Linked DNA regions of Mus musculus: region 2 is linked to region 1. A link is a contact called in public Micro-C data. All regions are on one chromosome and are shown on one strand. Each heading gives the region's core, a stretch centred on a gene start, on an enhancer-like site or on the middle of the called end of the contact. The rest is flanking DNA. Distances are from core to core; before and after follow the strand shown. Region 1 overlaps Prkch (protein kinase C, eta). Region 2 holds the start of 1700086L19Rik (RIKEN cDNA 1700086L19 gene).

Region 1 (5,458 bases), core at 1,909-4,408:
CTGAGGGAGTAGCCAGCTAATAGCTGGCCCAACTTGAGACCTATTCTATGAGCACAAACCAATCCCTGACACTATTGTTGGTGCTTTGTTGTGCTTTCATACAGGAGCCCAGCATACGTGTCCTCTGAGAGAGGATCCACCCAACTGCTAACAGACACAGGTGCAGACACCCACAGTTAGACATTGGACAGAGCTCAAGGAGTCTTGTGGAGGAGTTGGGGGAAGAAGGATTGAAGGACCCAGAGGGGATAAGAACTCTGAAGAAAGACCAAGAATCAACTAACCTGGACCCTTGGGGTCTCTCAGAGTCTGAACAACCAACCAAAGAGCATACGTAGGCTGGACCTAGGCCCTCTGCACATATGTAGCAAAAGTGCAGTTTGATGTTCATGTGTGGTCCCTGACTCTATTGCATGCTTATGGATCCTGTTTTCCTAGCTGGGTGCCTAATCTCCTCTCAGAGGAGAAGGGGAGGAGTAGAGGGGACAGGGAGCTGTGAGCTGGGGGGTGGGGGGGAGAGGTTGGAAGGTGAGGGGACTGCAGTAGGGATATAAAGTGAATAAATTAATTAATGGGGAAAAAGAATACATGGACTGTCTCAACATTACAATAAAAGTTAGGTCAGCATTAAGTTCTCAGCAGGAAGAGTGTAACTGCCTCAGATAGAAACCTACTTAGGTCACAAGACTGTAACTGGCTCAGACAGAAACCCCGTGGGTTGCCACCCACCATGCACATGTCCACATGGACCACTACCTCCTGACACATGCAAGACGAAAATGTACTCCTGTCACACAGACTGCTCAGTCTAAACCCCCTGGGAAAGACAGTGTCCATACTTTTTCTCACCTCATAACTATGGTCTCCCTTCTTAACAACAAGAGGCTGGACTTTAGCTGGAGATGATTTCTTGAAACATTACACTGTATTTCTCAGTCTTTATTGCAGCTGGGGCAGTCATATAGCCAACTTCCAGCAAACCCCATGATATACATTATGTATACCTTCAAGAAGGGAGCATACCCAGTTTGGAACAGCGCCCTTCAGCCCTTCTGACTACCTGGATTTGAAGTCAAAGCAGTCCCAGGACTCTTAGCTAGTATTGTAGACTAAGATGGCCATGAAGGTGTCAGAACTGGATACTCAGACCTCCGGGTCCCACAGGAGTCTGTGGAGCTTCTGGGGCCGAGCTGGGCTGACCCTGAGTTTTACAAGACAATCATGTTTCTATATGGCTTAAGTAATTGGCATTTTTAGGCTTCCTGTGACTGGTAATGGTGCCGAATCCTAAAAGATGCAGAAGCCAAACATTTCAAGCCGTTTACAGTTTCATTCCTGCTGTCTCCAGGGGACCCTCTTCCCCTGTATCTCAACCTTTAGGCTTTGGTACTACCACAATTCCTGTACGTTAGTTTCTACCTATCTGGTCACCATCTATCTTTTTGCTTCTCTGCTTGGCTCTCTTGTGGTCCCTTTCCACAGCCACAAAGCTATCCTTATCCTTGTTCAGTTGTAACGGTCCACACTCACCTCAGATGTCGCTTCCTCCATGAAGTCTGCCTGAATGTCTCACGTTGAATGGCATTCCCTGTATTCTCAAGATACCTTGGGTATTCTGTAAAGGCAATTGCAACTGCCCCCCAACAGACACATGCCAGTGCATGGACCACTTGGTCTCTAGCTGGTAGCATTATCTTGAGGGACTGTGGGACCTTTGGGAAAATGGCCTAGCTTATAAAAGTGGCTCACCAGAGGTGAGTATTGATGGCCACAGCTCTCTGCTCCCTAATCTGCCTGGAACAATATGAACAAGCCATGGGGCAAGCTACCACCACCCAGATGAAGCTGCCATGAATTCCATCGTGCCTCCTCCACCATGACGGTCAAAAGCTAACCATGAACTAGACAAATTCTTCCCCTCTCTGAGTTCTTTTTGTGAGGTATTTTGAGAGTGTAATATGAAATGGAACTGACATACTGGGCATGCTCCAGTTTTGGGCTCTACCTGCTATTAGTGGTCTGTGGATTGTCTATCTCATCCTACAGACAAAGCCACCAAGGAGAGGACCCTACCACACTCATTGCAGAGCTAACCCTTCTCACACGGTGCGTGGCACACTGTGTTCCTGACCTGCTCTTGCTGTGACTAGATTTTCCCTTGATGAAATGGAGCCCCAATGGATGCCTCAGAACACCTGATTAACTCATCAATGAGCAGGAAGTTAAAAATTAATCCTATTTTCAGTTTCTGGACATGGGACTACAAACTGCAGACAACCCATCCTGACAGAGCCTCTGCTGTGTGAAGCAATTTGCTGGTTGCATGTTTGAGACCTGAGTTTCCTCACCTGTAAAAACAAAGCTGGCCTTAGGTAATCTTTGGGGTGTAAAAATCCTATTGTTGGGTGTCCTGGATGCAAGAAACACACAGTGACTGGTTGGTTCCTCCAGGGATTGGCAACATGACCAGCTTACCTAACTCTTAAATAAACTATTTATGAGGTACGTCTAATAAAATTTTAAAGTCATCAGATGACTCTGGGATAATGGAGTGCTAACTGTGAGAAAATATGCCTCACTGGTTCCAACTACACATCCCTTAAAAGCCTTAGAACTCACCACTCTTCCTGATACTGGGCATCTACAGTTGCTGTTCTTTCAGCCTAAAAGATACTTTTCTTCTTCCTCACTAGTGACGTGAGCCTAAGAGTTACTTCCTAAGAAGATCTTCCATCTCTCCCTAGCCAGACCCTTCGCCCTGGGGAAATTCTCAACCAGGACACTGCATTTCCCTGCATCCCGGCATTGGACAGACTTGATTGACAACTGCCTCCATCACTGTACTGTGTCCTCCACCAGGGAATATTATTGGTTTTGTTCAACCTTACGTCTGTCCTTGGCTATGAGACGATGGTTACTGAACACAAAGTGGTCTCTAAGGGTTGCTCAGGGGAAGTGAAAAGGCCAAGTGTTTTCTTGTGGGAAAGGGGAGACTGAGTAGAGGCAGTATGTCAGGTAAGTCCACTTAGCTGGAAACCGTGAGTTCTCCATACATTTTTGGAAAAAGAATACGGAACGTTGGTCACTGTCTGGTGACAATGGAGGAGTAGTCTCTGAATGAGCAAAGTCGGGCAAGAAGGGAGTCAGGCTTATGACTAAAAAGTTCTGGGGAGAGCTCAGAGCCAAAATTTCCCATGGAAGTTACTCACACTCTGAGCACCTCTGTGTCTGGTCCTTTCTGAATGACAGATGGCAACAGGTGGCCATCCTTGCTGTGTAGCAAGTGAAGAAGGAACGAAACTGCTTCTCAGTGGAAAGAATGATGCCATTGGAAGAGAAAGTGTTAATTAACAGGGCTACTGAGTTTGACTCTCACCTTTCTTCAAAGAGATTCTTCTGATTGAACACAGAGGAAAAATGCAAATATGGAAATGCAGCCTAAAACAGGTGAGGTAAGACTACAAAACTCCGGGCTCAAATGAGAGATTATCTGGGGAGTTCGCAAGTTGGCTCATAAAAGATGGCGAGGAGAAAGGGAGGCCGGGGAGATGGGAACCAGAGACATTGACCCAGTTTTCCAGAAGGGGAGAACTGCAGAGCAGAATGACTCAGGCATGAAACATCTGCCATAGATCCAACACAGAACTGATTTGCAAGCAAATTCCTAGTGAATCTCTAGCCAAGGAAGCAACGTTCCTCAGAGTGATCTCACCAAGGGTTTGCTAAGCAAAGCCACACCCAACTAAGTTCAGACCACATAAGTATCTGAACCAACCAGGCCCCAATACCCCTGATCCTGCTCTTGAGAAAAGAGGTAAGCAATGTGTGAGAAGTTTATCTTCACAGAGAGTCAGCTGCTGTATTCAGGGTCTAGTTTAACAGAACCGTCCCTATAGGGATAGAGTTAACCTCACTGAACTGTAAGTTTAAGAACGAGTTGGGAATAGCAAGCTCTGTTAGAGTGCTTGTCCTGGGACAGATGTCCACAGTCTTATGAGCTAAAAAAAAAAAAAAAAAAGACAAACAAGGCAGAAGCAAGTTTTTCTGAAGAGATATCAAAGGTGATTTTCAGGAAAGGTCAAAATTTAATACCATACTCTGTGAGTGTAAGAGAAGTCAGCATGCCAGGTCTGACTGTTGGCCTCTGTAGGCTGGTTCACATCTGGAAAATGGGGCAGTGAAGTAACAGCCCTTTAGGAGTGAACACTGATTGCAGTCTGCCAAGGGCTGCAAAAGACTTGATACAATCAGGCTCTCACATGGTAGAATGGGTGTTGAGATATACTCGGTGTTTGAGTGAAACTTGGTCAGCAGGCATCAGGATCTAAATTGCTGTAATTCCTCTTTACCCAATAAATCACAAATACATTCCATACTTGGTTAGAGACATCAAAGCAAGTGTGTAACATAGGGCTGAGTGGTTTGCAGTTGAAATGTTAAGAGATGGCTGAATTCTCCTTTAATACAGTTTATGGAGCATGATAGAAAAAGGTTCCTGTGCTGCTTGCTATATGTGCCCTGTATGCCTTTTTATTTTTCTGGCTTTTCTGTTTGATTTTGGAAGAACATCCATGTTACATAGAAAGTATTAATGCACCATCTGGGTCCCTGGTAACCAGAATGTTTTTCTCCTCTGTCAAAGCTGACTCCATGACTGTCTGCTGACTCCATGACTGCCTGCTGATTCCATGACTGCCTGCTGATTCCATGACTGCCTGCTCTCTAGCTCACCTTGGTTTTGATGTAAGGGCTCTGGCCAGCAACAGTCTCTACACCAAAAGCACAAGAGCAGAGCCTTCTGCAGCTGAGTCTCCCAGGACATAGGCTTTGTTCCCTCTGCACAAAAGCTATAAAACACATAGCCAGCCTGTCTTCTGATCTACCCCATGGATTTAGTCAATGGAAAGAGAGAAATTCATGTTGGAGAGAGTTCTTCCCCTTTTCTCTGAGATCCTACTTGGTGAGGACTTGCCAATGGTATCATCTTTATGACTTGCTGAACAAGAAGCCACACACACCCAGGAGGTAAAGCCTCCCAAACCAACCAACTATCCAACCAACAATTTTATTTAGACAGCTCAGAGGAATCTTCAAGAGAGAGCATTTCAGTTCTTATAAAGGCCATCTTGGGACACACATGATAAACAGAGCTGTCTCAAGTTCCTCAGTTGATTATTAGATTCCTGCATGCATCTAATTCACACTCTCTGTGACTCAGTATATGCCCTTGACTCTGGATGAATTCCAAGCACTTGGCTTTCAGAGCCTCACCCTTAAGACTCTGGTCCCAGTCAGGAGCCTGATGGAATTAAAAGTGTCCCATTAAACAAATCCGCAGAACAAAAATAGCACTTTAATCTATCCTGATTAAGAGTTCTCCCTTCAAAGTCAGATATATATCAGTTAGACTATGAACATGGGGGCCTGAGTTCAAGAGTAAGTGAAATAGGTGAAAATC
Region 2 (5,488 bases), core at 354-2,853, 560 kb before region 1:
TGCCATCTTCCGGGAGCCAGGCTCCCTCACTTGACCCACCCAATTCACAGGGGTCTAAGAGAGGAAAGTCTGCCAGCCTACAAATGTCCTTTTTACAGAAAACCTTTATTGACTTCTCCCCAGCAACCGCCCATACAAACAGCCCCTTCTATTGATCCTGTAAGTTGCCGGGCTGCTACATTAGCGTTTATTTCTCTGGATACATATTTAAACAGTAATTTCTCTTCGGAGGGTGATTACCTGGTAATGCTGACTCAGACCGAAGAGTGTATGTCTAGGACAGCCTCGGAAGATGTGGTGAGAACTCCCCTTGGCACATGGAGCATGTCTCACAGCCTCGGGCTCATGAATGGGGACCTGGGATCTTGAAACAAGGAGACATACTGGCATAAGACACCTCTAAAGAATCAGGGATGCAGGGACATGAATAAGTTATCAGGGCAGGAGAAGGCGGGTGGGGTGGGGATGGGGGGCGGCACTGAGACGTTTGAGGTGGGGCCGATCTGGGACATGGTTTAGAAAGAAAGATAAACCTTCAAACTCAGGATCACTTAAGTTTAAGTAGGAGCGACGTCAACTCCCCCTAAGAGATCTGAAAAGTGCACAATAGTTCATCTTGTCAGTGATTTACTCGAGCGGTTATTTTGGGGAAATGTGATTAAAAAAAAAATCACAGCCAGCTCTTGTATAATTTTAGGCTGCATCACCCTCCAAAATAACAAAGCAATTAACTCAAAACACCATAACTTGTTCTTTCTCTGACATACTGACTCTTTCTGGCAAGGTCTGAAGTAGCTGCTCCACGTTTGAAGATAGTTCTCAGCAAAGGGTTCCGTTTAACCACACCTAGTCTGCATGGCTGTGTGCTCACGGATCTCATCATCTTCTATATTTAGAGAGACGGGCTTTCCAAGGGAAGACGGGCATCCAATAAGGACGATCCCATCTAGAGAGGTGAGTTACTATGGTTACTGCTCAGGAGGCTGAGGACCAGTGAACCACTGCTCCTGGCCAGCTGGACCCTTTCCAGATGAGGACCTAAAACAGAAGCCCGTGTTGACTGAATTTCGTGGAGCCTACTTCGTGTCGTTTTATCCATAACCACGGGCTGCCTTTGGGAGCTGCCTCCAGCTCTCCAGCCTCGGGCAGCCAGGCAAAGCAAAATCAAGGAAGGTGGAAAACTTCTAAGCACTAACAGACAGTAGCGAACAGAGGGGGAGTCTCAATATCCAATCCTGGCATTTAAAAAATCAAATCAAGTTATTCGGGACCAGTGGCTAGTCACTTTTCAGTGGCTGGGGGCAGGGTGGGATCCGAGGCCAAGTCCCTAACCTCCAGCCGTAGGGAACGCGTCTTCTCTGGGCCTCGGGTCAGATGCCTGGCTGGAGGGGTCCTGGCAAACCTTGAGAGGGGTCCACTTACCCGAAGACTGCGTGTGCAAATGTTTCACAGCTCCTGTTTTTTCGCGAAGGTGTCACTCTTCGGACGGGTTCTGACAGCGACAGCGACAGCGGCGGCGGCAGCGACTGCAGCTCGGCGGGGCGGCCGGCTCCTGCAGGTCGGTCCCTCCTTCTCTGAAGCGCCTCTCGCTCCGGCTCAGAACGCGAGGCGGGCGCGCGGCTTTTCTAGGCGCGCATTGGACCAAAGGGAGCAGATGTTATCCGGTTGCTAGGAGCGTTGCTAGGAGGCGATGACGCCCCTCCACCGCCCGAAGCAACTTTCCTGAAGGTCTCGGGCGCCAGAGGGGGCTACTGAGAGCCAGACTGGGAGCTCTACCGGGAAGGAAGGCTGAGAACGAGGGGTCCAGCCACGGGTCACACTGACTTGGTCCAGGAGAGCTGGCGACACGGGAGCGGGAGCGTCGCGGGCCTGAGCGTTAAGAGGAGTCTCGCGTCCCAGAAAACGGTCACTCACTGGAGGCTGGATTGGTGTCCCCATGGAAGTTGAATGGGGACAGAGGTGGAACTGCATTTAAAGGTGTGAGGGATCCTTTGGCTCCGGGACTGTGTCCCACTGTGTTCCTGTTACTACAAGCAGGTTTGAGCAATTGACAGACTTGAAAGAGGGAAATATTAATCCATGAAACTCAATCCTGAGTCTAATTCCTTTGGGCACCCTATATGGCTACCTCCTAAAAACGGGAGGATGGCACCGGGTAGACGAGGGGGAGTGTTTCCATGGGGTGTTCCCATGGTCTAGTGTTCTGCCTCTATACCATTAGACTTCATCTAAATGAGAGAAGAATAAACCCTTCAATTAATATGAAATGTTCTATAAAAAATAATCACACAAATGACATGAAGTTGGAAGAAAGATGTAGGGGTTTCCAGGGATAGTGGTCCCGGGAGTGGGAAATGAATATGGTCGAAACACATTGCATACCTGTATTAAGTTCTCAAAAGGCAAATAAAATCTATCTTTTTAAATGCACCTCAAAAGGGTACTTTCCACAAAGGATACTGGGGAAACTACATATGTTTCAGTCATTGTTGCTTTAATGTAGTTTCCACAAAGGTTTGCAGCTTCTCCAATTTCTTGATAGAGCTTATTTTGATTCAGTTTTTGTTTGTATTCTTGACCATTGCTTCTCATCCTCACCGTGGCTGTTGTGAAATGGTTTTATTTTATTGAGGGGAAAGAAAAAAAAGAAGACTGCAAGAACCTCAAAGTGGGAACATCTGAGAAGCCAATGAGCAAATTCAAGAAAGGAAACCAAAATACCTAGTAAAGAAATTCTGCTTAGCATGCTCCCTTGATGATAAATTTCTCCTAAGAAAGGAGTACAGAATTTCCCTGGCTCCCTAGAGAGTTGGGCCAGGGCCAGGGCCAGGATGGAAATCAGCACCCCTGGGACTCACTTAGAAAGAAATACTGTGTTTAGATCCAAGCCAGGCTGCTGCTGCATAGCACTGGGTTAAGTACTAAGGGGTGGGGGTGGGGGCAGCCATCTTCAAGGCTAGCGGGGTACAGTATGATCCCACAGTTCAGAGGTCTCCAGTACCTACTTCATGCCTTTGTCAAACTTTAATCTCTGGAAGCGTATTTGCCCTGAGGTTTGAGACGATCATGAGGTAATCTGGAGATGTATAAGGAAGTAATAAATAGCCAAGGTAGGCTAAGGAGGTAATAATCACAAAGTTACTGTTATGCGTCTAAGGGGGAACTTTGAGAACAGTTGTGATCCTCCAGACAACCAGCAGTATGTCACATTGCTACTTCACTATGGGCAGCAAGAGACTAAAATGGGGCTGCCATCTCTTTCCTTCTCTAGCCCTTCCCTGGGACTCGCTATACCTTTGACCTTCAGTTCCAGTCGCACTGGACTCTCCTCTACCATGTTTGGAGAAGGTGCCAAGGTCTCCTGAGTTATGTGAATGATATTTCTTGTTTAACGTGCCTGCCTCCCTCTCACCTGGCTTCCTCCCATTCAGCCTGCAAGATGCTGTTTAAATACATTCTCATTGCAGCTTTCGCAATTACAGCCCAACTCACACTCCCCAATCCACCCTAGAGTACTGCTGCCATACTCTAAATGAGTTCCCTCAGGATAATAGGGAGTGCCCGGCACGTAGCATACAGCTCCAGGTACATGCCAGAGAGCACAGAGCCTGTGGTCAGTGGGGATACCTCCAGATCTCTGGTTTCCTCAGCTGGTAGCTGTCAGGGCTCTACCCAGTCTATGAGGGAAGCCAGGAGCTGCCTTCATTTTTCAGCTAGGGGGTGGGAAAACTTAGTGAAGCACTGTTCTTAGGCACCAACTTTGTTTCCTCTTTGAAGACCACTGTCTGGTCTCCATTAGCCACCCAGGAAGTATTCAACCCAGAGTCACTCTGATATTTTACTAACACCCTTAAGCCAGTCATCTGAACTGAGTGTGAGTCCTCTGAGTTGAACTGTCCTCTCTTACTTAAAAATGGACAATAGCAAGGGAGGTGAAGGGCTTACCAGGAAAACATAAGACCTGAGTTCAATCTCCAGAAACCATCTTTAAAAGTTGAGCATGATGGCATATACTCCCAAGGCAATTATATATATATATATATATATATATATATATATATATATATATAGGCAGTATACCCCAATATATATATATATATTGGGGTATACTGCCCATCCCTAGTAATGGGTTATGCCTCAGGAATAGCACATCTGCTTAGCATGGATGAGCCTGTAGATTCAATCCCTAGAACTGAAGACAGACGAAAACCCCCACCCATAATCACATGGCATGTCACTATGGAACCAAGGCAGAGAAACCATCTGGGGGAGCAGCTTGACTCAGCCAATATGGGTACAGTGCAATGTATCTGAACAGATGAGGGAACCTGGCCTTCTGTGATGTAACTTCCTGGTGATTGTCACATCTCCCTTTCGTGGAGGGCTCCCATAAGAAAAACAATAAACATTAATAGACACGGGTCAGGGTGATATCAGGATGACAGCATAAGCCTTACGGCAAAACTTGACAGCATAAGCCTTACGGCAAAACTAAAAATAGAATAAAGGCACAGCTCTTAATCCCTGTGGGCCCATTGATATCTGCAAAGATTTGTGTTGTTTGGTGACAGTAACTTGCTGCGTATCCCAGGCCAGCTTTGAACTCTAGACCTCCTGCCTCTCAGCTTTCTGAACGCTGAGATAACAGGCCTGTGTCACTATGTCCAGACTGTAGCAGGTGGAACGGCACAGATGTTTTTCCTTGTGCCAGCCTCCCGTTGAGCTGTAATCGCAAGTCGTCCCGGAGAAACATCCCCAGAAACTCTGAGGCTCAGAGGAAGCTTTAAGGTTTATATGATGCAGTTCCTTGGTAAAATGTTACTGGAGGTGGTTCATGTTTGCAAAGTAACCCTACACAAAGCACTACTGGTAACTAAGGACTGACAAGCATGGGAGAAATATAGTCTTCCTTAGAGAAAAAGATAACACCAACTGGTTATCCAAACCAAAAACACATATGCAAGTAACACTATAGAGACTGAACAGGTTGTATTTGTGTATTTAGGAATATATATATATATATATATATATATATATATATATATATATTCATATACAGAAATGCATATAACAATAATTATTTTAAAAATAGGCCATGAATTTGAAAGAGAACATGGAGGAGTATATAGGAGGGCCTGGGAGGAAGGAGAGCAAAGTGGGAATGATGTAATTGCTATGTCAAGAAACAAGTCAAAGATGTAAACAGGGGTTTTATGTTATAAATAAGCCATGTTATAGGCTTTTTAAAAAACTACCATATGGGCTAGAAAACACAAGGGGAAAAGATCCATGGCCATGGAATGGGGTACCACTCCAGCTCTTAAGGATGGGAATGTGTCAGTTGAAGAATGAGGAAGCAGCAGAACTCCTAGGCAGAGTTCTGGAGGTTCCAGATGATACGGTCTAAGCATAGATTACCGAAGACCCGTTTCTCCTCTTTTCTTCTTTCTTTACAACTTAAGATGTGTGTTTTGATACCTTAATGCAG

What was found. Hi-C and Micro-C count contacts between places; a contact is called where the count stands out from the background.
Region 2: a Micro-C map of muscle stem cells shows a contact between it and region 1, with 5 times the contacts expected there. The contact joins the promoter of 1700086L19Rik here to the enhancer-like site in region 1. A contact is called at or near these places in 5 of 39 promoter capture datasets (embryonic stem cells, frontonasal cranial neural crest, maxillary cranial neural crest and 2 more), 17 of 484 Hi-C or Micro-C datasets (the AML12 cell line, cerebral cortex, cortical neurons and 8 more) and 4 of 115 datasets of contacts at active chromatin or transcription factors (embryonic forebrain, embryonic hindbrain, embryonic midbrain and 1 more).

What each region holds. Positions count from the first base shown.
Region 1 is chr12:73,724,206-73,729,663 of GRCm38.p6, reverse strand. All of the region lies in intron 10 of Prkch (protein kinase C, eta), which reads right to left. Among named protein-coding and RNA genes, the nearest start is that of Gm34189, 55 kb to the left of the region's middle. Within about 2 kb of position 3,158, at least 37 of the 459 cell types and tissues checked have an H3K27ac peak or open chromatin away from gene starts, as enhancers often do. A contact at or near this core is called in muscle stem cells, where this site is marked.
Region 2 is chr12:74,280,391-74,285,878 of GRCm38.p6, reverse strand. It overlaps 1700086L19Rik (RIKEN cDNA 1700086L19 gene), which reads right to left and starts at 1,603. Exons shown (of 4, transcript NR_030735.1): 1 at 1,423-1,603; 2 at 241-364.